Linked DNA regions of Mus musculus: all the other regions are linked to region 1. A link is a contact called in public Hi-C and promoter capture Hi-C data. All regions are on one chromosome and are shown on one strand. The core of a region is the stretch at or near the end of the contact, and the rest is flanking DNA. Distances in the headings are between cores, read along the strand shown.

Region 1 (5,473 bases), core at 1,127-3,626:
GTAGAGGGCAAAGCTTGCGTCACTGCCACTCGGAGTTACCATGGTGAGTGATTTATTGATATATATCAGAATGAATAGATCAAAGGCAGTGAGATGACAGGTGATCAATCAAATGTCAAATCAAAACTAGCAATCGAGTGGAAAGCTGATTTTTCAGTGGGTGGGTCTGGCAGGAGAAAAATGAACTTTCCTGTTCCGATTCCGAGAAACAAAACCCCAGCATACTATTAAAAAAGCAATTAGGCAACCCAAAAGGGAAAAGGAAAAACAACAACAGCAACGACAATAAAAACAACAGCAATAACCCTGAAGATCTGTTGTGGGACCTATTGAGCCGATCTGATCCTTAGGGGAAGGGTCCCTGCAAGAAAGAATTCCACAGGACAGCTCCTAGGGTGGTAGTCAATTCCACAAAGTTTCCAAAGCTCTATCTGGCAGAGAAAAATCCAAGGCTGTTTAAATTTCTACGGGGTTCTCTCCCCCATCCCCACCTGGCTTTAAGCAAGAAAGGGAATGAGATTTCTATAAACGGTGAAACCTTTTAGAAAACACGTCCAAAACCCCACTCATTTCCGGGGGTGCCTTTTGCACCTTGGCGACCAATGCTACACCCTCATGGCTCACAGCTCCAAAGCCAGCCTGCAGCCCCAGGCTTGGCCATGCCACACACTTGCAAGCCCTGAGCCCCAGCGACTGGAGACACTGTCCCTGGAGGCCAGAAGCCATCAGCACTGACCTCTCAGAGGGATGAGAGGGGGCTATCTCCCTCCCCCTGCACCCCAAATCCATAATCCGACTTTGGTTCCAGAGGCAAGAAGCCAGACTGGGAGAAAAAGTTAGGGGTGGGGTAGAGGGTGGAGGGAGGAAAAGTTTAAACCAGGAAGGTTTGGTGGGACGCTTCCCTGCCACCACCACCCAGAGGGAGCCTGGAGAGGGAAAGATTGGGGAAATCATTCTGGGGTGATGAAGAGGGCACCCGCACGCTAACCCTCTTGAAAGCGCCAGGGGGTGGCGTCCCCGCCAGCCCCAGGCCAGGAGGGCGGGCGGGCGAGCCGCTGTGCGCCGGGCTCAGGGGCCGGGCACCCGGAGCGGAGCCATCTCTTACCTGCCGCCCGCTTGGGTGCCTGCTGTTTCCTCCTTGGCATCGCTCTACTTAGCTCCAGTCTCACTTCTGGCGCCCCAGCCCCGAGCCGCGCGCGGGGGCCGCAGTCTCGCTCGTCTTTCTGTGGCTCCTAGGACGTCACTCGGCCTCTGTCCCCCTGAAGATCCCCCTGCCAGCGCTCCAGCGCGGGGCCGGAGACCCCCTCTCTGGGTGGCAGATATGTGGCTCGCGCCTGCTGCTTGCAAGTGGAGGTTGGTTCTGCCTTGTTTGTTTGTTTGGTTTTTTTTCCCCCTCTCTTTTTGTTTTGCTTTTGGATTTTTTTCTTTTTTTGGTTTTGCTTTTTGCTGTTTTTTTGGTGACTGGTGAGACACTTGATTTCTTTATTAAACATCCAAGACGGGGTTCAGATGGCAGGGATGAGGGGCGCACACGCGCCACGCGCACACTCGCGCTTAAAGATAAGGGGGGAAACAATCCCGGGAAGACAGTGGATTTCTTCTTTTTCTTCTTCCTTCTCTTTCCCTCCTCCTCTTCTTCCTCCTCTTCCTCCACCTCCTCTTCCTTTACCACCTCCTCCTTCTCCTCCTTCTCCTTCTCCTCCTTCTCCTCCTCCTCCTCCTCCTCTTCCTCCTCCTCTTCCTCTTCTTCCTCCTCCTCCTCTTCCCTGATCTTGATGGCGGATTCGCGCTGGGGAGAGATCACTCACTGTAGGTTTGTTGTTGCTGTCAGATCCCCGTCTGTGAGTGATATGCGAGAGGACAGGAGCGGGTTTGGGAAAGACAGAAAATCTGGAATTCACTCACACACACACACACACACACACACACACACACACACACACACACACACACACCACACATACGCACACGCACGCTCGCTCTCACACACAAGCACTCTCGCTTACACACACACACACACACACACACACACTTACACTCACACTCCCCACATATGCTCTCTCTTACACACACACACACACACACACACACACACACACACACACACACACACACTCACACACACACAAGACAGGGCGAGGCGATGCCAGCAAACATCGATCCCGGCTGAACAAACTGAACATTAACAAACTCCTCCTCTTCTCCCTGCGACCTGATGACAGGGAGAAATTTACTCCCCAGCCGCAGAGCGCCAGGCAGAGGGAGTCTATTAAAGGGACAGTGTCCCGCCTGGGAGAGGAGCTGGAGAAAGAGGACCCAGCCGGCTTGGCTGCAGCCCTGGAGGCACCCACCTCCTCCTCACTGGGGCAGTGGAGTGTCCGCCTGTCTAGATGCCCCTCCAAGAGGAAGAAAAGGGGGAGTGGGAAGGAAGGGGGCGGGGCTCTGGCAGAGTTGGAGACAGTTAGAGTTGGAGATTAGAAGGGGACAATCTAGGTTTGCTTGGGAGACAGATTAGGGGGATGGGACTATATCCAGTCTCAACCTGTTCTCCAGCAAATAACCTCCTCTCACTATGTAAGTTCACATTGCTTTAACTTCCACCTTCTTGGAGTATTGGGATTTTTTTTTAAACTTCTGCTTCCTGGGCAGACTAATTACATAACCTTCATTGTGTTTCCTTCCAATGCTGATATTTATTGAGCACCTATGGTGCACCTGTTATACAGTCACCACAGTGACAGAGAGTGGGGAAGTCCAGATTGTGGCTGTTATCAAGGGTGAGAGGAACAACATCTGAAACAACTTGCCCCCTGGTGGTGTTCAGTCACTTCCCAGAGGTCTACCTTGCTGAAAATTTGATGTCCACCTTTCTCTATTTGCTTTCTCCGCTGGGCTCATCAAGGAAGGTGGATGCTGTGCACAGCTCGCTCTTTGGGTAATTGCCTCAGATCTCACTAGAGTATAAGTTCTTAGGGAGTTGTGCCCTCGTTTATCGTATTCTATCTCCCAATGGTGCCAAACAGAAAACATAGAGCTCCACCCCCAATAGTGCAATAAATGAAGAGGAAGCAGGGCATGCTGGGAGTACAACTTCAGAGTGGCCCGGATTGGTTAAAACTGAGTGTTGTTTTGGGGCTGAAAGAGGAGTCCATTCTGGAGAGTCTATTGTAGCTGAACCCGGTCTCCCTGGGTACCACTGCACACGGGGAGGTAGGTACCTTTCAGCACGTGTGAACAGGATGACCCTGTCCTGAAGACGCTTTCCTTCCTTCCAGTTGGGTAGAAAGTCAATGACAAGTGGGAAGGCAGCGGAAGGAGGTAGAGCTAGGAGCCTAATGAACCTGATACTGGGCATTGAACTCAGGGCACCGTACATACTGGGCAGGCAAGACATCATACATGCTGGACAGGCAAGGCACAATGCATGCTGGGTAGGCAAGGCATAATGCATGCTGGGTAGGCAAGGCATCATACATGCTGGGTAGGCAAGGCATCATACATGCTGGGCAGGCAGTCTATCACTAAACTATGTTTCTGATCCTCTTCATTTTTTTCTTAAATGTTGAGACAGAGGTCTTGCTAAGTTATTCAGGCTGACCTTGAACTCATTCTTAGATAGGTCTTCAAACTTGGGATCTTCTGGTCTCAGGCTCCTGAGTAGCTGGGCTGATAGGCCTGAGACACAGACTGTCATGAATCTGGAGTATGAAGAAGGAAGGATGTTTACCAAGTGGGGCTGCCTGGGGCAAGTCACAGATAGGTTCTAACCTTGGAGAAGGAGGAAGTTGGGTGACAAGGAGACTCTTGCGAGGGTGGCCCTTGGTGTAACAGTAGAAGCTCCTGGTTCGTAGCCCTCCAAGCCCACAGAGGCCTTTTTGAGGGTGTGCTCACCTTGGTGCTCTGAAGCAGGTTTTGCATCCTTAGATCTGTTTACAGTTTGGGCCACACACTGCTTACTGGAGATGAGTGTGGTCCAGTACAATGCAAGGTGCTTGCTTGGCAGCATCCAGGCATCTAGACACCAGGCCCCTCCCTCTGCTCTGATGACAGAACGTTTCACAGACATTGCCCAGTCTCCTCTAGAGCCCAGATTTTCCCTGCTTGGAGACGGATCACCTCGGATTTTCTAGACAGGAACCTTGCTGCATATGGGCCTTGTTCTGGAGTTGATACATTGAGCACTTGGACTCCAGTATCTCATGCAAACCACTTGCTCCTTACAGTCTGAGATCTTCTGCCCAGAGACCACCTTCTTCTTCTTCTTCTTCTTCTTCTTCTTCTTCTTCTTCTTCTTCTTCTTCTTCTTCTTCTTCTTCTTCTTCTTCTTCTTCTTCTTCTTCTTCTTCTTCTTCTTCTCCTTCTCCTCCTCCTCCTCCTCCTCCTCCTCCTCCTCCTCCTCCTCCTCCTCCTCCTCCTCCTCCTCCTTCTCTCTCTTCAGGAGTCAGACAAAGTTAATGCTGCTGACTTTAAGATCAAAGCATACTTAGATACAACTGAACAGCACTAGGGGTGATGTTGCTTCTGTGGCCACTGTGATGGACTCTCATCTGGCTCCTCGCTCCTCCCCACTATGTATCCACTGGTAATGAGGCTTGACCAGTGAAACCTCAGATGCCTCCCATATGCCCCTTACCTCTTGCCACCCTGACCCTTCCTCACGGGCAATTAATTACCAGCTATGACTAGTTCAGTGCAGTCTTTTTCAGCAGTACTTTTGGGCCACAGGAAATATAGCTCACCGGGCCCTACCCATCAGCCACAAAGTGCTGTTATTGTCACTGCTTGCAAAGTACCAGTTAGTCATCTTCAACAGCCCCACACAAGTCTCTGCCCCACACGTGTAGTACAAGTGATTACATCACCTGGCCTAAACCACCCAGACAGCTCCCACCCCTTATTACAGCCTAATTCTTTGGCAACTGAGGCAGAGCAATCCTGTATTATTATGGCTAGCAATGTTAGCAAAGAGGCATTAACCATGGTTTCTCAGAATACGTTTGGAGAAAGCTCCAAACTTGCACATACACCATAGGGCACATTACAGGACCAGGAAACACAGACTTAGGAGAAGGGGTGGGTAGTAAGGGCTCATCATGAATTTGCCATCTTCTCTGGAAACCTGTTGCCTTGGGATTCATATCATGCTCAAAGCAGCATTTGAGAAACTTCTGTGTTCTATATAAGGGGATACAAGGGATTGTCCTAAAATATAGGCGATGGTAGGATGCTGTTCTAGTTAGCTTGGCTGTTGACTTGACACGAATGTAGTGTCACCTGGGATAAGAGAACTTCAGTTGAAAACTGCCCAGATCACACTGGCTAGTGGCCTTATCTTCAGAATTCTGATTGATGTAGGAGGGCCCAGACCACCATGGGCGGCACCACTCTTAGGCACAAAAACTTAAACCGTATAAGAAAAGCTGCTGAACAAGCCAGAGGAAGCAAGCAAGTAATCAGAGTTCCTCTGTGGTCT
Region 2 (5,473 bases), core at 1,299-3,798, 330 kb before region 1:
CAGGAGGCTCTGTGTCATTAGTAGATGACAGAAGAGGTTGACAGAATTCAAGGATGAGTTGGTGAGTCAAGAAACTCAGGTCAATTTTCTGTGTGTGTGTGTGTGTGTGTGTGTGTGTGTGTGTGTGTGTGTGCACATGTGCAGGTGTCTCTGGAGGCCAGCAGAGGGAAGCAGAGTCCTTAGATCAACAAGTGGTTGTGTGGTGCCTGATGAGGGTGCTAGGAACTGAACTCTGGTCCTCTGGAAGAGCAGTGAGGGCTCTTAACCACAGAACCAACCATCTCTTCAGTCCTGTGCTTGATTCCTTAGTAGAAATTATTTTTTAAGTATCCCCCATTTCTGACCTTTGGAAGCCACACAATACTAAATTGGCTCATTCATATCTTTTATGAGAACTCATGCCTAGAGAGTCTCAGCAGGGCCTGGACATTGCTTATTGCTTGTTGTATGCAGGTATTAACTAACGCAACCCCTGACAGAACTCTTGATGTAGGGTGATTATTATGGACTTCTACAGAGGGGGAAATTGAGGCACAGTCTTACAGTTAGTGGCAAAGCTGGAACTGAAACCCAAGGTGGCTGGCCCCCAGACGTGCTCCATCTTGCTTGGTTCTGTATTTGCACATTCAGGTACTTAGCCCAGCTTAGAGTCACGGAGCAACTTAGCCCATGAACAAAGCCAGACGCCAGCTAACATACAGGCTATCAAAGTAGGCCAGGTCATTTCATTGAGTTAAACTGCTTTTGATGTATGATCAAGTGTGATTATAATGATTATAATCTCGTTAGCTTGCTAGCCTTGTGGGGCTCATAAGGCAACTCCTGAAGACATACTGCAAAGAGTCTTTGCAGGAGCAGTAACCACTGGAATGAATATTTCATCTTCCCGGGGGAGACCGCTTTGAAGAAAAATGTCTATTACTGTGGGCACCCTGAGCTCATCTGCTTAGAAACAAAAAGAAAACTGGATACAATGAGGCAGATCATCACACCACTGCGCAGCATACAAGTTCAGTATCCTTCATAAAACTGGCCCTCCTCTCCCACCCAGCTAGTCTACAAAGAAAAACATGTACAGGCCAATTTCAGTTTGGCTTTGTTTTTTAACGTCTCCCTCCCTCCCTCCCTCCCTCCCTCCCTCCCTCCCTTTCTATTTCATAAACTGAAAGAAACACAGTCACCACCAGCATTTTCTGGCTGTCTTTCCTTAGTCACAATTCTACTTGCTTGGTTTTCTTGTTTTGTTTTATTTTATTTTATTTTTATTTTTTTTTATAGCTTTCATGTGTCCAGACTGTATTTACAGGATACCTACTATGTGCCTGGCATTGTTCTTGCTGATGAAGACACACTGCAGAAAGAACAGGCAAGGCTTGCCTTTGGGGCGCACACATCAGCCCCCCACTTCCCTTTATGGACACAGCACATTTGCGTTGCGGTTGTCAGGGGGTGGGTACCATTCGGCTGCAGTGACCAGTACACCTATGATTATTACTGTATGCAGTTTTACAGCTTAAATTCTTTAAGAAGGTTTTGAAGAGTTTCTGCTTTCAATTCTTCTTGATATATACGTTGGAGTGGAATGACTGAGTTATGTGGCAAATTCATTTTCAGCTTATCAGGGAGTCGCTGGGTGGATCCTCTCTCAAAGCCACTCTACTTACATGCATGACTCTGCATGTATGAAGTGTCCTGAACAGGCAGATTCCCAGTCACAGAGAGGAGATGACTGGTTCCCAGGGGGCCAAAGGGGAGAAGTCGGTTGCGTGTGTGTCTCCCTGTAGGGATGAGGAAAACGTTCTGAAATGAGGATGTGGTGTAGATGTGCACTTCACATGGCTAAAACAAGATTGGGCTCAGTGGTTAAGAGATGTCCTGCTCTTGCAGAGGACCAGAGGAAAATTCTCAGTACATACATTGGGCATCTCACCATTGCCTGTAACTCCAGATCCAGGAGGGCCAACACCCTCTTCTGGTCTCTGAGGGCACACACATACACTCTTAGCCGGGTGGTGGCAGTGCACACCTTTAATCCCAGCACTTGGGAGGCAGAGGCAGGTGGATTTCTGAGTTCGAGGCCAGCCTGGTCTACAGAATGAGTTCAGGACAGCCAGGACTACACAGAGAAACCCTGTCTCAAAAAAAAAAAAAAAAAAAAAAAAACAAAAACAACAAAAAATACAACCCAAAAGACTAATTTTGTATCCTATGTGTTTTACCCTAATTAAGCAAAGCAAAACAGAGAGAGGAAAAGATCTGACAAGGTCCTAATCTTATGGGGCACATAGGTTAATGAGTGGAGACCGACCATAGATAAATCAATACTTCATACATTGTATTCATCTGTGCTCTGACAGAAGAGGTGCTGGGAAGCACTTGGGTAGGATTTGGGTTGCCAGACTGTGAGGGGACACGGGGCATTGAGAAGGAGGAGGGGCAGGGAGTCCAGCTGGGGCTGTGTCATTATGATGTCACATGTGACATTATGATGTCAGGGGTATTCAGTTGGAAGGTTCTTTTGGCCATAGGGAGATATAGAGAGAGCTTGTAGATAGTTTTAGCTGACATGACTCTGGGAGGGAGGGGGTACCCCCTCGGAAGAATGGGGTACTCCTCCGCTTTCCAACAAAGAATCCCCTGTCCTGAAATGACCTCAGAGGAACTGGCTGAGACACTCTGACCTAACCATGCAGATCCAAGGCTTAAAATCTGCTGGAAAAAACCCAGCCAGTTTTATATAGCGTGCAGGCTCACGGGTTGTTCTGTGTGAGTCATCTGGAACCCGGGGTCTGGCTTTGACTTGTGTCTGCAGCCTGAGGAAGACGAATGTTCCTTCGGCCAGTTGAGTCTGAGAATTGAGGACATTCACAGCTCTCACTCTGTGTCCTGACCTACGTGACTCAGACCTGGAACTGGATGTATTAGGGTGTGGGGAACTCTGCAGGAAAACCCACAATTCTTATCCAAGGGCAGGTTTTAGCCTAAGCAGAGAATCCGTGCCCCATGCCCTAGTGGAAATGCCTTTTTTTCATGACAATTTAAGATGGACACTGTCTTCCTGCCTTGCCACCTTCCCTGTGGGTTGAATCTACCCGACACTACATTTTATCCAGGGATCAAGGCTAGAAGAGATGAATCCACAGAAGAGTCTGCGACCATGGTGCCTGGGCTTTCTGTGCAAAATGCTACAGCCACAATAAGATATTTACCGTCTTTATCGGAAGATCAAACCCACCCACAAATGTCACATTGCTCAAATTCCATCAGTAGATCAGACAAGCTGTCTCTGGGAAGAGGACATTCCAGCCAGCAAGTTCAGAGCGCACTGGCTTCGAGGGCCGGTCCCTTCCTATTTTCTGTCACACACCCTGAGCCTTTGTTGTCTCCGCACTGCTGATAAATCAATCCATCAAAAAATTTCCTCAGTGAAACTCAATCAAGAAAGGTCATGTCAGCGGGAGAGGAACAGATTAAATTAGCATCAAATTAGACATGGAAAGTGAGTTCTGTCAAAATCATCGCAGCGCTCAGCACAATTAGAATATGTTAATTATGCATTTCATTAAGGTGGATGTGAGATGAAATGTCACTGGGGTAGGCATCCGAAAAAGGGAAGATTGCCAGGCACAACTTTCTCTAGACAATGTGTGACACCTTCATTACCATCAAGAATCGCGAGTCTGCCGTGACTTTTTCTGTAAAGGATTAAACCATTAACTGTTTGCTGTCTCCTCTCATTCGTGCAAAGGGGCGGGGGGTGAGGGTGGGTCCCCCTATCCTCAGAGCCGACCACTCCCTTCCAAGTGACTGTCTTGCTCTCAGACCGCCATGGCCCCGGGGGCTGCTGGGAATGCCTGGTGGGCAACAGGGTGGTGGCAGGCTTTAATGAACTCCTTGGAATCCTGCCACTGCCTTAGGGGTGGCGAAATGCTGGGGATGGGGAGAGGAGAGAAATGAGGGGTGAGGATTACAGAGGGAGGGGAGGAGGAGCGAGGATCTCGGCCCCAGTCTTGGGGATGAAAGATATCATCAACATAATGGGGAACGGGAAGGGGGGGGGATCCAATTTCTAAACGCGCGCACCCAGCAAACTCTCATTTGGTGAATTCTTTTGCACCCGCGCTGAGGCTCTGAGTCATGGTTACCAAGAGGCTCTGACTTCTAGCGAGGCAGCTTCATCAGATGCCGCTTAGGTGCTCAGCACAGAAGGCTGCGACTCTGAGCAGCCCCGTTCCTCTGAGACTACTGCTTGGTTCTCCCACCCCCACCCCCACCCCTGCTTTTCTTTTTAAAACCAGGGCTTTCTATGTTAGCGGGAGGGTGGGAAGGGGCTCTAGGTGGGTTATTCCTGACCTTGCTTCCTCAGGTAATTCCTTTCCTCCCTCCCACCATGAGCCAAGCATCCAATGTTCCAGATCAACTTAGTTCATTAGGAAGCTTCCGGTGGTGCCTTGTGGTGGGAATCTCTGCTTTGTTCTCATTTCTCTTGCACAGGCTGGTCTGTCTCTTGGCGGGGGGGGGGGGGGGATCCCTGATTCCAGACTCTGTGTCCCCTCGTTCTGTGCCTTCTCACCCACAGTGCGCTCTCTCTCTCGCGCGCGCGCACACACACACAGAGCACACATCTGTTGGATTCCTCTACCTCAAGTCAAAATGAACATGACTTCCTGCCAGATGTGTCCCTCACCGACAAGCCTCTCCTACATCTCTGGGAGCTTCCCCCGGGCACACATGGGATGCTGGACTTGACAGAACTTTCCAGAGTTAATATTTGCTGTTCACACCCAAATGACACATCCTCTCTCTTTCACACACAATATATTGATGACAACCCATTGTAACTGATATATGTATATGTGTGTGCGTGTGTGTTTGTATGTATGGTTGTGCGTGTAATTGTAAGTACATCTTAACAAATGGAGAATAGGTCGCGCTATTTAATATAGTGCATGTTTTGTTTTTGTTTTTGTTTTTGTTTTTGTTTGAACAAGTAAGAAACCAGAAGCCTCAAATTTTATTTTTGACCTTTCGAAGCTCAGACCCATCTCTTGCAAGGCAGCCAATTGGAATCCATCTTTTATGCTTAAGGTCGTACAATGCCACGGTCCTACTTTCTCCCTCCTGCGTGTACCACAGGAATATGATTCTGTTGGTTTACCTGAGTCACACCCTTCTTTTTCCTTTTCTCTATTTTGTTTTTTACTCTACTTTTTTTTTTTTAAATCAACCAACAGCTCTTGGCTTTTAGCTGGAATGTTAAGGCAACTGACTCTGTCCCCAAACTTTTGCACACCAAGAATAAACTTGGTCCCAACCAAGCAGGTATTAGCTCACTAAGCCTGTTTTCTCTGAAATATTGTGGGAAGGGCATTGCTCAGCACCAACATTTGTTGAGAGAAGACAATAGAATGTAAAGCCTGGTACCTAACTGCTAAATCCTCAGCGCCTGACGTTGATGATGCAGATAATGGTG
Region 3 (5,473 bases), core at 837-3,336, 320 kb after region 1:
ACCTTTCTCTGATGGATGTCGGATGTAAGACACTTCTGCTTCCAGAACTGAGTGTGGGCATCTGTTTCCTGATGTACAAGCCCCAAACGGGTCCTTCACAGAGGGCTCGGCTGAGAAGGATCAGAAGTTATTTTCCCTACAGTAAGGCATGTGAGTACACATGTAAACAGTGCTGTTGACCAATGACCAGCATTATGCTGGAATCACATGACCTCGGCTCCGTGGTATGGGTAGTGTTGGTGATAGAGGAGAAATAGCTGTTTGACGGTGGGCTGCGGGTGATAGAGGTTACTGCCCATTAGAAATGTGTGCTCCTCTAGCCCAGCAAGCTACCCCACTCCCTCCTGTTCGACTCCCTGTGTCGATCAAGGGCCTCCTCATACCAGCCACCCCTCCTGTCCCCCAGTAACCCCTGACTCACTCAAGCCCAGCCCTCAGGAATCGCCATTCATTTCTCTCTTCCTTTCTCCCACAGCAAATGTCTACTGCCCTGGTAGTTTTAACTTCAAACTTCATTTCTGAATCTTCCACTGAGCCCTATCTCTGATGACTCACAACAGTCGCCCCTGGCTTCATTACCTGCTTTTGTTTTCTCTACTTAGTAGGCCATAGTTACTAATGTAGAACAGAATTCACCTAATTTCTGTCCTCACACTCCTTCTATGAGGCGCCACAGCATGCTGACTTAAAGCCTGGGCCTCTCTCATAGGCAGTTGCTCTGCTCCCCTCTTCCATCGCTGGCCTTTCTAGGTCACTCTTGTTCTTTGATATTAGGGACTTTAACACTGGAAGGCCTCAAGTCTGTGTTTTTGCGTGTGACTTTGCTGGCCCTACTGTTACGTTAGTATTTGTAACACACCTGAACATCCCTAAAGCTGTGGACAGACTGTATAGCATACACACATACACATACTCATACATACACACACACACACACACACACATACATATATACATACACACACACACATACATACACATGCATATATGCACACACATACATACATATACACACATACATACACATGCATACATGCACACACATACATACATATACACAAATACATACACACATATATATAGATACATACACACATATACATACATACACACATACATATATACATATACACACATGCATCCATACACATACATACATACACACATACATACATACACACACATACATATATACACACACATAATACACATATACAGAGATGTCAACAGAAGACAAACATTTCAAAATTCCGAAGGTGCTGGATTTTTTTGTGTTAGGAATGTTCAACTACTAAAACCTCTATAAACATTCCAAAATCTGGAAGCAAAACTCAAAACTTCCAGGCGTGGACACTTCCATACCCACAGGTTTCACATGCAGGCCCCATCGGACCTGAGGGCCTGTGTTTTGACACAAATCCTCCCCTTGGGTTCTGCTGCTGGGAACACAACCTAAGGCACTTCTTTTTAGAAAGAATTTTTCCTGCCATGCAGGAAACAGATAGCAGAGTCATGTGTAAGTGTCCAGGGTTATCCAGATGTGAATGACATGGCCAGACAACTGAGCATGCTCAGAGAGTATGCCACGCACGAGGCAGCCCCTATGAGATGGGATCCCAGATACGTATAGCACAGCGAATGAGGAAGAAAAGACCATGAAGGGCAAACTCAAGACGTATGCAAATTATCTCTCAGGAGCCAAGCAGCTCTTCACCGTGGAGAGCGAGCGGATGTTCTTAGAATATCAGTTAATAATAGCAAACATCCCCGCTAACGAGGGCTGCAGACACACAATAGAATTTAATCGCCGGTACCACAGCCTCACAATGGGAAATTACAATGCCCTGAATAGAATAGGTTTCATTTTTCAAAGTGAATATTTTGCCTTTACAATCTCTCAGTGCCAACGATGCTCTTGGATTAGAACTGATTAGAGAGTCTTTTATCGAGAAACAAGGCTCTTGGCTGTTTACACAGATTGCTAAAGCTTTATCCAACTGAAACAAAAACTCTTTACACTCCTCTCCATCCTGCCTCTCCCAGAGCCTTTGATTATCTAGAGAGGACTTCCGCTGTCTGTCTGTTTCAGCAAGGCATCAAGATAGGAGGAGAAACAAGAGCTCTAGGGAGGTGCTGAGAGCTGAGATCCACTCCACCCACCCAGCACTTGGGTGGGTCCCAGCATCTGGTTCATACTCTCCTGGAGTGACTCAGTACTTACAGATCCATACCAGGACCTACTGCCTGCCAGGCTCCGTTATAGGCGTAAGCCTAAAGAGTAGCCCATCCCAGTCTCTGACCACATAGATTATAAAGTGTATTCCTTGCACTGGTAAAATTAGGGGGTAAAGCAGAAAGAAGCATATGTTCCTAATGGGTTTTCTTTTCAATTTCTCGGTATTCTGTAAATGTCTGCCTTCTTTCTAATGTTGTCCATTGCAACTCAACTGTGTGTTGTATGTATTCTACAGAAATCATTATGTATGATCACAGCAACTCATTCTTTTTGCCTCTTAAAACGGATTTTGAGAATTTCATGCACAAGCTCTCTTTACATCATTGCTGTCCCCTCCTTCTCATCCCCCAACTCCTCCTGTGTTCTTTCCGCTCCTCGTGACCTCACCTTAAACTATTAGTGTCAGATATATGTATGTGTGTGTGTGTGTGTGTGTGTGTGTGTAAAAATATAACCTGCTGAGTCATTTAGCATTGCTCGTGTGTGTCCTTGTGTATACCTGTGTATACATGTGTGTTTGTGGTGTGTGTCTGTGTGAGTACATGTGTATGTGTACATGTGTGTATATGTGTGTATGTGTATGTGGTGTATTTGTGAATGTATACGTGTGTGTGTGTGTGTGTGTGTGTGTGTGTGTGTGTGTGTGTGTGTGTGTGTGAGTGTGTGTGTGTGTGTGTATACACGTGCGTGCGTGTGAGTGTTTAAGGCTGGCCACTTGGGATTAAGTAATTTATGAGGGGACTCATTCTTAGAGAACACTGATCCTTCCTCTCTCAGCGTCCATTTACTTGTAGCTCTTCATCTAGGGATATAACCTGGAGCTGGAGAGGTGAGACAGCGGTTAAGAGCACTGACTGCTCTTCCAGAGGTCCTGAGTTCAATTCCCAGCAACCACATGGTGGCTCACAACGATCTACAATGGGAGCCTTGCAAGATCTCCTTCCCCTTCCCCATCTATCTGACATGTTGGCTGACGTTGCCATTGTGCAAGTCTTGCTTAGGTGACCATATTGTTGAGATTTCCTGGATGCAACTCTCCTGACACAATTAGATGACATCATCTTCCTGCAGGCATCCTAGGCCTCTGGTCCTCACAACCCTCCTGCCCACTCTTCCATGATGTCCCCTGAGCCTAACGATTTGGGGATTGCATGCACATGCATCAGTTGGGTCAATCTGTACCACGGTCACTTGTCCTCAGGTAGAGCCGTTGATGGTCTCCCATTTAGAATCCTGTTACTCAAGTGTATTACTGAATTCAAGTCTTCCTCAGACCTTAGGTAATTTGGTTCCTATACATTAAACAACAGTCCCAAAGAGGCTGCTGCAGATCTGTGTCATCAAACCCAATATTTATGCAGGGACATGTGACCACTTCTATTCAGGGGGATAGATAAAGATAAATACATGTGTCTTGATTCATACTTCTCTGTGTGTGTGTGTTTATCAGCTTAGCTTAATTTTGGCTATCACACAAATGGCAAAAATCTGAAAATATACCATTTGGTTACAGGGTGCTTTGGTTTTGTTACAACCCCCCCTCCTGACACCCCAGAATTGCATTTGAGAAATTGTGGGTCTATAGCTCATAATATGTGAAATCAGTAAGACGTGGGTTAGGGCTTAAAAACCAAATTTATCAAAGATATTCATTACAGTTGCATTTGCTGTAATGGTGTCTGACCTCTAGATGACCCAGCTTTATAAATAAACTCAAAGCACCTCCAACTTCATTGCTATTTCATTGATCCATAAAATACTTCCAAGTACTTATATTTATCAACTTCATAGAACAAGCCTCTCTGATGCAGAGACCACACAGAGACAGACAAGCAGCATGGCTCTGGTGTCCCAAATCATAACTCTTGTGCACATTAGTAGTCAGCTATAATATAATCTTTAAGACCCCAGGAGGGACCCTTGAATGTTGGCATGACAGAATTGGACCATGCCATATGGCAGGCCCACTTTCCCTGTGCTTAAGATAGCACTATTCAAAATGATCTCTTTAACTTATACATTAGAGCCAATGGCGTCCACTCACAAGCCTCCAGTGGCTACCCACAGTACCTAAACACAAAACTAGAGTTCTTACCTTAGTCTGGCTCCATCTGACCTTCTCTGTCTCTCTCACAGCCTCCTCATTGTCCAACCACTTGACCTTCTAATTCTTTTATCTCTTCAATCTCTGCATGCACACCCATGCATCATGCCCTAAATACTTGGGCAGGCCCCACTCTTTACCCTTCAAAATTCAGGCTGGAGCTAAACATCACCAACCACAAGAAAGCAACATCCGAACCCCATGTCTATGGTAGGGACCACAATCGCATCATCCCGTTTATCTTCTTCAAATGATTCTCAAGCTCTGAAGTTATGCTCTGGTTTACTAGACTGTTGTTATTGTTGTTGCTGTTGTTGTTGTTGCTGTTGTTTACCATCCTCCATAACTTAAAGTATAGGCCAGTGGTTGATTTATGCCAGGCCTTTATGTATAAGGTCACTGACTGACTCTCCACTGTAGGAAATCAGAGAATGCGTCCTGCAGAGCTGGAAGGAGCAGCACCCAGCTGTCTGGGATACTGAAGTGAGCAAGGGGATACATGGACCTCAGCCTCTTGGTTTCCACAAGGAAGGCAAAGAAGGGTAGGGTACCACTGGAGGGTTGATGAGTTTGAATGGTTCTAGTGGGCTCTGGGGTGTGGAAACTGCTCCTAGCTGACTGGTCTCAGCCTTGGGATGACTCCTCATAGGGAAAATGCTGGTTTGGTATGTGAGTGTTAGATGGAGGGGCTTGTGAGGTGTCAGTCACAGCAAAGACATCTCTCTTCAGTCTAGCCCTGAAATTAATGAAAGCCAGATCAGCAAATAACAAAATCCAAGCAAATTCAGAACCACCCCATGTAGTGCCAAGACCTCAAAGAGGAGTGTTTATATAAAAATCAAATCGACTTCTCTCCAGCATGGGCTAAGCTAAGAAGTAACAAACCCAGTGCCAAGATGACAGAGGCCAGACTATGAGCAGGGAGACATGCTGCCATGTCTCTGCTCCACTATCCATCCAGCCTGGTACCACACCCTCTGGATCACTTTGTCATTAGCTGCCTCTTGCTGCTGTAACCAATGATCACTTTCTCAGAGCCTTAAAGTGGCACACCTCAATCACTCCATGGTCCCAGAGGTCACAATCCAGATTAAGTCTTACAGTGCCGAGGGAAAGTTGTCAACCAGGGCTGG
Region 4 (5,473 bases), core at 1,112-3,611, 280 kb after region 1:
TGGGGGACTGGGAAGACAGGATAAGGTGGCAAGGACAGCTGAGACTTCAAGGTTCATGAGAGAGTGACCACAACAATATGATGTTCACAACATACCCTGATGCTCCAGCCTTATCTTGACATAGAGATCCAATGATGAGGCCCAGGTAGAAGAAATTTTACCCGAATCTTGGCCTGCTACCATTCTGAAAGATAGGTGGAGGCTTCTGAAGGAAGCCCCATTTTTAGACACTCTAACTAGAAAGAGTTCCAGTCCTGGATAGATCCCAGATAGACACAACTTCTATTTTCTAATTTACAGGTCAGGATTTCCTGTAAAGAGAGAGAGAGAGAGAGAGAGAGAGAGAGAGAGAGAGAGAGAGAGAGAGAGGTCTTGTTCTCTGTCTTTCTTTGGGGGTACAATATTCTTGAGACAGATGAAATTGTAGACAGCTCTTATTGCCTTCTGGGTAATCACATCTTTAAGTGAAACTCCTGAGGCTTATTAAAAGACAAATTGCATTTTACCTTTGTCCTTGGAGAGAAGGTCTAGATGGATGGGTGTTGGAGTGGGAGCTTCCAGGAGCAGATGATCTCATGTCAAAGCGAAAGCACACACCTCCGATGTCTGACTGTGTACAGTGGATTCCTTAGGCCATTCACGAGTCTTTCATTGGAACAGATAACGGCTATCTACTGCCACAATGGGAAGGAAATTTTCCACTCTAATAATCGCAATCCTGTCTCATCTCTATGATGTGCAAAGGAAATGAGTGCTTTCCTGAAATTAGCAACTTTTGAGCTGCCTTCTCCTGAAAAATACAAAATTCAACAGTGGCTTTTAGGCAAACTTGCTGGTCCCTGTTCTTTGTGTGCGATGCAACTTGCTAGGATATAGGGTTGCCAAGGTTTAGGAGATAAAGATGTAATTGTAATTTCTGTAAGAGAGAAGTGTCAAGAGACTGAGAATTTAAAGTAATGGTTGTCCTTAGAGTCTCAGCAAGAAGGATACACACACACACACACACACACACACACACACACACACACACACGGTGTGTGTGGAAGGGCTATGTACCCAGACTGGGATCTTTAGGGACATCAACAAGACAAGGTTGCACATCTGGAGTAGGAAGGTGGAGTTAATCAACAACCCAGGCCTGAGTAACAATAACAAATTCCATCAAAGCCTGGACAGGTCACTGAAATAGAAAACCCATAGACATCGCTAGGAGAGGCACAGCCAGGTCTTGGGCATACACCTGGGAAGGGGGAAGGGAGAGAATGTCCCAAAGTCTCATAGTCACCTCTGGTCTTTGATGTTCTCAATAGCTACAGTCAGTAGGAAGCTGGCGAACAAAGAACCCAGAGTAGGGTGTCTAGGACACTAAGTGTAGTGGCTGCGGGGGACATGGAAGACATCCAACACGAGGTTCGAGTAAATCACATCTTTTATCTCTGGTATTGCATTTTGCACAGGGACAATGCATTCAAGTGAAGGCAGTGATGGAGAAAGGGGGATGGTCGAACCAGTAAAGGCAGCGACAGGAAGGGAAGTTAAGTAGCTGAGGCAAGCTCCTACAGGAATGCCAAAGAAGAGACCCTCCCTCAGCAGAGGGGAGTCAAGTTGGATCACCTGAAGAAGGGGTGTCCAAGTCAAACACTGAAAGGCTGGGAGGGATGAGTCAGGAGAGAGGGCAGACTGGGTGTTCGCAAAGGCTGTAAAGGGAGCTGGGCCATAGCTTGTTCTTGGAGGTCAAGAGTAAATCTGGAGAAAGATGAGAAGCAAGACTGGAAAAGGAAATAGAAGGAGCTGGAGAGAACTTTGACTGTGACAACAAAGAGCTCAGATTTCATCCTCTAGACAAGGAGGAGACACCGCAAAGAGTGACAAGCAGAAATTGCTACTTTCATGTTTTTCTCCAACTCTACTCCCAGCCAAGTACATCCGACGCTGTCAACCTCGCAGCAAACACAGACCTGTTTGTCCCTGTGCTTGACAAGAAGAAAGTGAGTGGCGAGATTGGTTTGTCTCTTTGATCCATGGCAAAGATCCACATATATGTGGTGTATAGAGTGTGTGTGTGTGTGTGTGTGTGTGTGTGTGTGTGTGTGTGTGTGTGTGTGTGTGTGTGTTGCATATGGGTCATGTCGCCTTTGGAGAGTTGAATGTCTCCATGAGAAAGGAAATTACCAATATAGCTCTCTCCTGGCCACTGCATCCCTGAATAGAGATAGCCAACATCTCCAAAGACAACCTGACACACCTTTGGCATTTAAGAAATCGAAGTCTCAAGATTCTAACATCATGAGCCAAGGCTAGATTAATGACCTTTCAGACTACAGGCTCACAGAATCAGAAGTAGGTCAGCCTCCCTGGGACACTGAAAGGTGTCAGCTTCCCATTGGTGGAAGCCACCAAAGGAAAGTGACCCTTGTTACTTTGGTCACTAATTGATCTGTCCTCCCCCCGCCCCCCGCCGCCCCCATTTCAGATGTTGAGAGAATGAATACAGACTTTCTGGGAAATGTTACCTCTGGGTTTTAAAAAGGTCACATGCAAATAGAAGCACGTGGACTCCCTCTTGGGTTCCCCATTTGCAAGCCACCCGCTTGAGGACACGGGTTTGTTTGCTTTTTCTCTAAGTTTCATTTTCATGATTGCTCTGACATTGGGTGTATTTATACAATAAACCAAGTGCTATCATGGTCTGACCAATGAGATATCAGGGCCATGGATTGTTTGAATCTTTATTTTGTCTAAAACTGTGTTCTGAGTCCAGAAATAAAAATGTGTCTTTGAGCACCCTGACACTGGGAAATACGTGGGAGAGATTCCTAAATCCCATGCCCTCTGTGGGTATGATCTGCTCTCTCAGGCTGTACCATTTTCAGAGAGTCACAGGGTTCTGCTGATACATATTTTTTTTTTCTTTAACCTTCTTTTCCTGGACTCCTACTGTTGCTGTATTTAAACATCAGGGCTTTCCTAATGTCATTTCCTAAGGATCAGTAGGTCTCCCCAAATTGAACCCATACCTTATCCTCATTATGCTTTTAAATGTTTCTCAGTATTCAGATTTATGTTTTCTGCAGGGAGAGATGTTTGGGAGGAACCATGGCTTTGCCACAAAGGTTCTGTCTGGAATAGTGACCACTTTCTGGAACAATGGTCCCTCCTATCTGGTTCTGATGAGAAGCAAGAGGGACCCTCTTTATCCCCTCTGACACATGAGAAAGGTACACAGTGGGCTGATGCTTCCAGGAGATCCCTTGGTCATAGGTGGATCTAGAGATGGTTCTGTGTCTAGTGCCAAGGCCAGTCAGAGAAACCAACACTGTATTTTTGAAACTTCAGACTAGGTCATCAAGTCCTTTGATCCACTTACATTTCTGTGGTGACAGGAGCTAAGAATCCATGAGGGAAGTGTGTAAGGCCATAGACTGCTAGCCCTGCCATTGTACCCAGGGGCTATGACATGGGATAGGATCAGAAAGATGGAGAAAGCCTGATAATTTCCCTGAGCACATTTCAGAGAGCACCCTTATGGGGCAACTGATCTACCAAAGTTCTGCAGCCTTGGTTTGAATAAGTTTTGCATTGTGGTGGGTCCTGGAGATTAGGTAGCCATCTTTGATAGAGCTTAGTGCTTGCTAGCATCCCACGGCCCATGAGGAAATATTTCAGTGGATGGTGGAAAAGCTCTCACATCTGAGGGATCACTGTGTGAATGAGAAATCTCCAACAGCAGGTTTTGTGATCAGCAAACATAGAGTCAATAATGCTGAAGATGGCTGCTGATGGAACCGGGTATGGTTCTGTGAGAACACTTTGGGGGATTTCTAGAAAATGATAAAGAAACATTCTTGGGTTGCCAGGGGAGAGGAAGATGGGAACTCTGATTCCAGACTGACGGGGATCCAAAGCTTTACAATGAGGAAGCTAGATACCGAAAAGTCCCACACACTCTCTCAGCTCCTTTCCCTGAGCAAAACAACGTAAGGAAGAGAGGGATCATTTCCGCTCACAGTTGAGGGTCCAGTCCATCACAGTGGGGAAACCAATGCAGCAGGAGCTTGTGGCGGCAGCTGCTCATGCCGCACGCACAGTCATGAAGCAGAGAGAGATGGACGCTGGGGCTCAGCTCACTGTCTCCCTTTCACTCAGTCCAGGACCCTACCTCAGGAGAAAGTACTACTCATATTCAAAGTGGATCTTCTCACCTCAAATAACTCATTCTAAACTTGGTCACTCAACGCTCTCGAGCCTGTTTACGGTCAGTATTAACTATCACGTACACATAGGAGAAAAGGACATTAAGAGAAGACCTCTAAACATCAGCCTCTCATGGGTCCCACTTCTGCTACAGTGTAGCTACGAGACTGCTTAAAAGCCTAAAGACTCTCTAGAGTGTTTTATTTTCTGTAAAATAAATCTAACAGCTACAACTGTGAGATTTCACTATCTTTTTGTCTTATTTATATGACATAATATGTGCAAAGCATGTGGCCGTACTGGCCACACAAGACTTCATAGTGTCATTAATTAATTTAGTTTTAATTAATTAATTTAGTTAGCCAGTATTTAAAGTTATAATTGGGGAGTGAATAGTTGAAGGTATCTGAGTAACTGCATGACAGGATTATGGGCTGTGGACCTCCGCAGTGTTAAACAGTGTCAGAAAGCAGCAACTCTTAAGCTTTTAGCTCTCAAGGTTTCTTTACCATCTTAAAAATTAATGAGCTGGGGCTGGAGAGATGGCTCAGGACTTAGGAACATTCTCTGCTCTTGCAGAGGACCTGAGTACAGTCCCTAGAACCCACATTGGGCACCTCACAACGCCCTCTAACTGCAGCCCCAGGACACCCAGCACCTCTGGCTTCATTGGCCAGCCCCAGAAACATGTGCATGCATGTCATGAACAATAGAAATAAATTTTTTAAGCCCCAAATACCATGCAAAACGGAAAGCAAAAACATTTTAAAGCTTGGTGAGTTTTGCAGAGTTTTGATTTACCTGGCTCTTATTGGTCAATACTGGCCAGGGTAGAAACAGAAACTGGGGATCTTTTTTAAAGTGGGTATTTTAAAAATCATGTTAAATAATAATAAGTCTATAATAGACAATATCAGATCTGCTTCACAGTGACATATATAGCACATGTGTATATAAAGACGATCATAGTTTCCAAACAACAACAACTAACAGAGTTAGGAAATATATTTTAAATTGTTGTGTCATAAAGAGCTGGCTTGTTGGATCTTTTTTTTTAAGATGTACTTATTTTATTTATATGAGGACTCTGTAGCTGTCTTCAGACACATCGGAAGAGGACATTGGATCCCATTACAGATGGTTGTGAGCCACCATGTGGTTGCTGGGAATTGAACTCAGGACCTCTGGAAGAGCAGTCAATGCTCTCAACTTCTGAGCCATCTCTCCAGCCAGGCTTCTTGGATCTTGTTCGTTCAGACTGTTCTCATGCTGCTCCAGC
Region 5 (5,473 bases), core at 1,480-3,979, 290 kb before region 1:
TATCCCCCTAGTTCTTACTGGTGCCGAGACCTCGGCCAAGTTATGCCAACTCTCTAAGAAGCAGCCTGACTCCCATGGGAATGGGGCTTTTGAGGGCATTGGTGGCCAAAGGATGCTTGTTCTACAGAAAGTGGTCACTGTTGATACACACGAAGCGTGGAAAAGTGGGTGGCAGCCCAAGGTGGCTTCTGCAAGCTTCTTGGTCCAGGGGGAAAGGCAGATGGACTCCAGGAACAGCTGTGAGGTAGAGCAGTTGCTTGGCTGCAGGGTTTGTGTCTGAGCCTGACCACTGGTCCAAATCCCTATCCTCTAGGGTAGAACTGAAGACATAGATCATTCACATTTGTAGCCTCCAATGTTAGGGGTCCTCAGGCTTCTTAGCCCACTGTCCTTTAGTTTGGTCACTGGTGTCACATGGTCTACGCTTTCCTCGTAGACCAGCACCCCACAGTCTCAATAGTTAGTCACTGCTACAAAGTCATTGCATGGGAGGAGGCAAGACCCTCCATGTCAGTGGCCAAAAGAAATCTAAGGAGTCACTCAGACAAAATTCCAAATCTCTCTTCCTCCTCCTCCTCTTGTTTTCACTTAATAATACCAACCATTTTTCTTGACCCTTTGTCGTTCTTTTTGGGAATTAAAAACAGGATATGCCAGTATCCCATCTCAAGGGCTTGGTTGGAAAGAAGGGGATTCCTTAAGATAGAAGTGGCAGTCTTTCCATCAGATGGACAGACCGAAACCTCCATTCAGCAGGTGATGTTATAAGCAAGCAGGGGTGAAAGCTACCAACCCTCTCCTGGGTTTCAGAAGGAACTCAAGCAAGGCAGGGCAGGGAACTCTACTCTCTCAGTCCTGGCTTGAATCTAGGTACTAATCCTGGATTCCCAGATTCCCTACGCAATTCTCAGTACGTATGAGTGATATTTACATCCACAATATAATAAGTTTTTTTTCTTGTTGCGTGATAGAGATTCTGTGACATGGAACGTCAAAGCCTAACTGAAGATCTGATTTTGCTCTGTGTGTTTTTGACGGGGGTTCCATGGGCTGCTGTGTGGACTGTGGCCTTTCCTTTAGCTCCTCAAGGGGGAGCAACCACGTGGCTTTGCTTCATCCCTCAAGCTCACCCTAAATAAGCATCTACCATGTAGGCCAAAGGTTGGTAAAAGCTCGCATAAGAGATAAATAAAAGGCATTTTAGTTTTCCTGGGTGTATGTAGTCCCCACTGCAATCCTGAGAGCCTTAACATTAAAGCGTAAAACCAACCATGACATATGAAAGCAAGTGGTACGGCTGAGTCCCAATAAAACTTTATTTATAAAACAGGCAGACAGCCAGGTCTGCTAACTCCTGACTAGGATAGCACTGTGTTAGGTGAGTCAGGCAGAGAACCCGGAGGAACTGAGTACCCGAGGTTTGACTCTCTCTCCTTTGGCTCAGCTGCTTTGTCATCTAAGCAAACACATTCACTTACCCAGGTCCATTTTTCTACAAACGCCCAGCCTGACACCAGCGGTACTCTGGTTTGCTTTCCCAGAGTGTCTCTGTTGGGGTTTCTATTGCTGAGCTAAAACACCATGATACAAAGCCACTTATCTCAGCTTACAGCTCCAAGTCCCGAATCCCAGGGAGTCAGGGCAGGAACTCAAGGCAGGACCCTGGCGTCAGGAACTGAAACTGAGGCCCTGGAGGAGACTGGCTTTCCGTGAATTGCTCTCCCTGCTTTCTTACAGTACCCAGGGCCACCTGTCCAGGGGTGGAACTAATCACATGAGCTTGGATCTCCAACATTCATCATCAATCAAGAAAATGACCTATAGACTTCCTATTGGCCAATTATGTGAAGCATTTTCTCAGTTAAGACAGCCTCTTCCCAGATGACCCTGGCTTGGGTCAAGTTGACATAAAACTAGCCAATATACTTATGTTTCCGGAGGGACCAGATGAGGCAACAGATCTCAGAGTGTTTTGACTACATAGAATATGTGTTTAAAGGGTACTGTTATAATTATAGTTTTTCTTCCCAGAAATCTGTGAGCTTCTAGAGACAAGCTTGTATCTTTTAACTCTGAATTTCTGTTTTTTTTTTCTTAGCACATTCACTTTTATATACCAGACACACTATGACTGTTTGTTAAATAAAAAGAAAGCTGAAGAACGGGGCTGTAGCTCCGTTGGTGGTGTGCATGCCCAGCGTGCATAAATCCCGGGCTGATCTCCTGACCACATGAACTGGGTGTGGTGGTCCAGGCCTAGAACAACTCGGGGGATGGAAGGAGGAGAATCAGGAGTCAGAGTCATCACGGACTATACAAGACTCTGTAGTGTTGGGAATTAAACCCAGGGCTTTATGTGTGAGGCAAATGTTTTAATGGGCTATGAACTCATCCCAAGAGATAGTCAAAGGGCAATAGCCTTTGAAGGAGATCCCAGCATAGTGGTTCGGTGTGTGTGTGTGTCTCAGGGGTGGGAGGGGAGCTTCCTTTTATACCTGAATTAGGCACAGGCCACACCCAAACACTTGTTTTCACAGAGAGATTCTTTATTAAAGGGGGGAAGAAAAGTTAGAGCGGCCACTCTCTGTGGCTCTGGCAGACACAGACCGGCAAATGACCTTGCAGGTGCAACGTCTAAGAAGAGAAAAGGAGAAGGGCTGTTAGAATGGCCTAGGAGGCTGTGCTAGGTTTTGATTTGGCATGTTAATTAGGTGAGTCAAAAGGGGCTTTTTCATTGCTGGACTTCAATACTTTGATTGCTGGACCTTGATAGTCAGCCTCAGGAGGAGGAAGTGGCCAAATAAGGGAATAGACCTTGGTGGCTGGCTTTAGGAATGTAATCTAATGGTTTTTAGGGAGGCAGAGGGAATGGGGGAGAAGGGCAAGGACTGCCAGAGGCAAGTTGCTCCAGCTGGCCAGAGTCCCTTCAGCCTTTATCTGTGCTACTGTACTCACTAATTTAGACTCATGATGCAGACATTTGAATATGTAAATAGTAGGTTATATGAAGCAGGGAGAGGTGGGGATGGCAGTTAACTGGAGAAAGTGTACCCTATGCAAAGGGACCACGGTCCTTAGCTCCAGGGAGTCTATGTGGCAAGGTGGGCCTTCCCCAAGAGTTTGAGAAGTTGGAAATCTATGTATTTAACTCCATTTCTTGGGTTTTTAAATATTGGTAGTTAATTCTCAAGTCTAAAAAATCGATAACCCTTGTCGTCAGACCAATTGGAACTCTTGTAATTTATAGAAGATATAAATGGAAGTCATAATTAAAAATAATTAGAAAATCCTTAGGTTTCACTGTGGTACACCCCAGCCTGAATGAACGGCCTCTCCTGTTGCTGTAAGATCATTTAAAAAACAAGGCCCTAGAGCATGCCCTGACATCACTATTCGCTGTTTTTCTCTTTTGTTCTGTTTTTAGTTCAGATCTTCCTCTTTGGGCAAGTCTTCCCTAAACCTGCCTGAAGCAGCACTGTGGGGCTGGAAAGTCATGTGACTGGGAAACCAGTCTGGAGCAAGAATGAGGCCGTTTCCAAACCCTGAAAATTTTGTCCCGAGCCCTGCAGGCGCAGTGCTGTCTTCCCCTTGCTTTGGGCCTGTATGTCCACTACATGGAAGCCTTATGACCTTCACCTCCACCACCCTTGAGATAGTCCTGTAGCCTGGTGGCCGAAGTATAGGTTAAACTTCCTCTCTCTCTGTTAGGACGTGCCCAGCAAGCGCATGTAAATGAAGCATTCTTGAACCTCAGCCTCAGCCAATGATGCTTATTCACTGTAAAACCCCTACCCACTCCCTAAGCTTTATATAGCCCCTGCTGACCCTCAGATAAAGAGAGCTTTCTCGCTGAAAACCATCTCCAGAGAAGGCTATTTCTCCCCCACTCACACCATCTGAGTCCCGCTAACCCACCCACTCAGCTAAGCTCCGTTCCTTTCAGTCTCGCCCACTGTGTAACGACAGGTGCCTGGATACCCTGAGCGCAGAAGCTGACCTGGGCCAGCATGGCATTTCTCCCTGTTCTTCTCCAAGCTGCTTCTTTGGACTGGGCGTAACCTTCTTGAAGCAGCTCTACTACGATTTCCGGAAGACTTGAACTATCTCAAGTTCTGGCCGTCGTAGCCGTTGAACACACATGTGGAATGAGTCACTGTGTGGATCTACTGCATTAGACTAGGTGCTGGGAGATAGTGGGCTGTTTGGTGCCCAAGCGTGAGGAGCCCCCCCCCCCCAGCTCCCACATAAACACTGTCTGCAGAGTTACTGCAATCTCAACACTAGGGAGGTGGATACAGGAGGAGTCTTGGAGCTTCATGGCCAGCCAACCAAGCTAAATCAAGGAGTGTCCCAGGTGCTGTAGGAGACCTGAATACATACACACACATGTAAAAAGCTTGGACCCGTATACAAGCACCACATATATACAGACATGCACACGCATGCACACGCAGGAGCGTGCAGAAGATACCCAGACAACTCAGTCACCTACCCTGCGACCAGAACACAGATGGGAAAAGAATTTCCGTAAACAAGAACCTGACCATCAATATCAACCTCAGCCTTACTGACCAGCGACTGACTCCCGACACTGGGGAACATCCAGAAATCTGTCTACATCCTGGCTTTTACACGATGTCTGCGACTCAGCGCTTGCTAAGATCAGCCTCTTGGCAATGGCTGTGTAGATTTTTTTTTATGACGCCCACAAATTAGTGGGGACACTGACGAGTGTAAACTGCTCTGACAGATGATGGGAAGAGGTCTGACATATTTTCATAGAACAGAAAGCTTTCCTATTTTGAGACATTCTTAGAGGGGGTGAAAAAAAAAGGAGCCATTAGAAACGTTAAAGGTTCAGCAAGAGCCAGTCAGCTTAAGCAGGAAAACACTGATGTCTGCAGAAGGCCTCGTCGTCTCACCTGTCATGAACTTTACTCCAGTCAAACTGTTAGGTCGCTAGTGAGATATTAGCTTGAAGATCCTTAAGAATAGCCCCCCACCCCCATCATCAATACTGTGTAAAAATGGAAACTAAAACCATAGGATGTTGACCATGGCCAGAAGAGTGAGTTCAGAGTGTATCTGTGGCCCTGGGTGGGCACAGGATGTTCTGAGCTGCCTGGAAGGCCACACGATCATTATCAAGCTGGACACACATTTCACCATCCCCTTCCTTAAAAGTCCATCCAGTCGGCCTGTCAATTACCCAGGCTGGAAAACATCCCTAGGGAAAGCTGTCTCTTCTAAACACTTCAGAGACAGTATAAAACCCGCCGAAAGATGCAGACTGGCACGGTGGTCCCTCTCACTCCTCCAGAGTGCTCCATTTTACTCTGCAATAAAACCCTTCCTGTCCCCTGTGCTCCTCTGTGTACCTGCCCTTGAATTCTTGCCACAGGGACCACAAGGACCATGGAGTCAACTGGTGTGGAGCTTGATCCCAGAGCCAATACAGGAATGTAGAAATCCC

The links. Promoter capture Hi-C pulls out the DNA fragments that hold promoters and counts their contacts. A called contact is a pair of places that touch in the nucleus more often than the background predicts.
Region 2: a promoter capture Hi-C map of liver shows a contact between it and region 1, with 5 times the contacts expected there. The contact joins the promoter of AY702102 here to the promoter of Tshz2 in region 1. A contact is called at or near these places in 8 of 39 promoter capture datasets (the 3T3-L1 cell line, cranial neural crest, embryonic stem cells and 3 more), 3 of 484 Hi-C or Micro-C datasets (adipose-derived mesenchymal stem cells, nephron progenitors and reprogramming fibroblasts) and 2 of 115 datasets of contacts at active chromatin or transcription factors (embryonic limb bud and forebrain).
Region 3: a contact with region 1 is called in a Hi-C map of the N1E-115 cell line, with 4 times the contacts expected there. The contact joins the enhancer-like site here to the promoter of Tshz2 in region 1. A contact is called at or near these places in 8 of 39 promoter capture datasets (the 3T3-L1 cell line, embryonic stem cells, liver and 3 more), 2 of 484 Hi-C or Micro-C datasets (the N1E-115 cell line and cortical neurons) and 5 of 115 datasets of contacts at active chromatin or transcription factors (cardiomyocytes, embryonic forebrain, embryonic hindbrain and 2 more).
Region 4: a Hi-C map of liver shows a contact between it and region 1, with 3 times the contacts expected there. The contact joins the enhancer-like site here to the promoter of Tshz2 in region 1. A contact is called at or near these places in 10 of 39 promoter capture datasets (cranial neural crest, embryonic stem cells, frontonasal cranial neural crest and 6 more), 9 of 484 Hi-C or Micro-C datasets (embryonic stem cells, granulosa cells, liver and 2 more), 9 of 115 datasets of contacts at active chromatin or transcription factors (differentiating embryonic stem cells, embryonic forebrain, embryonic hindbrain and 6 more) and 1 of 9 other capture datasets (adipose tissue).
Region 5: a Hi-C map of Sertoli cells shows a contact between it and region 1, with 3 times the contacts expected there. The contact joins the enhancer-like site here to the promoter of Tshz2 in region 1. A contact is called at or near these places in 2 of 39 promoter capture datasets (both in liver), 6 of 484 Hi-C or Micro-C datasets (Sertoli cells, granulosa cells, liver and 1 more), 4 of 115 datasets of contacts at active chromatin or transcription factors (embryonic forebrain, embryonic midbrain, forebrain and 1 more) and 2 of 9 other capture datasets (adipose tissue and liver).

What each region holds. Positions count from the first base shown.
Region 1 is chr2:169,629,412-169,634,884 of GRCm38.p6, reverse strand. Tshz2 (teashirt zinc finger family member 2) reads right to left here and starts at 2,376. Exons shown (of 2, transcript NM_080455.3): 1 at 1,106-2,376. The coding sequence starts at 1,145. Gm34294 (a long non-coding RNA gene) reads left to right here and starts at 4,407. Exons shown (of 2, transcript XR_003953971.1): 1 at 4,407-5,473.
Region 2 is chr2:169,960,262-169,965,734 of GRCm38.p6, reverse strand. It overlaps AY702102 (cDNA sequence AY702102), which reads left to right and starts at 2,548. Exons shown (of 1, transcript NR_131974.1): 1 at 2,548-3,722. It also overlaps a transcript of Tshz2 not described here.
Region 3 is chr2:169,308,209-169,313,681 of GRCm38.p6, reverse strand. No RefSeq gene overlaps it. Among named protein-coding and RNA genes, the nearest start is that of Gm46788, 12 kb to the right of the region's middle. Within about 2 kb of position 2,086, at least 6 of the 459 cell types and tissues checked have an H3K27ac peak or open chromatin away from gene starts, as enhancers often do. A contact at or near this core is called in the N1E-115 cell line and embryonic stem cells, where this site is marked.
Region 4 is chr2:169,348,704-169,354,176 of GRCm38.p6, reverse strand. No RefSeq gene overlaps it. Among named protein-coding and RNA genes, the nearest start is that of Gm39994, 23 kb to the left of the region's middle. Within about 2 kb of position 2,361, at least 2 of the 459 cell types and tissues checked have an H3K27ac peak or open chromatin away from gene starts, as enhancers often do. A contact at or near this core is called in hepatocytes and liver, where this site is marked.
Region 5 is chr2:169,916,682-169,922,154 of GRCm38.p6, reverse strand. It overlaps a transcript of Tshz2 not described here. Among named protein-coding and RNA genes, the nearest start is that of AY702102, 44 kb to the left of the region's middle. Within about 2 kb of position 2,729, at least 16 of the 459 cell types and tissues checked have an H3K27ac peak or open chromatin away from gene starts, as enhancers often do. A contact at or near this core is called in Sertoli cells, adipose tissue and granulosa cells, where this site is marked.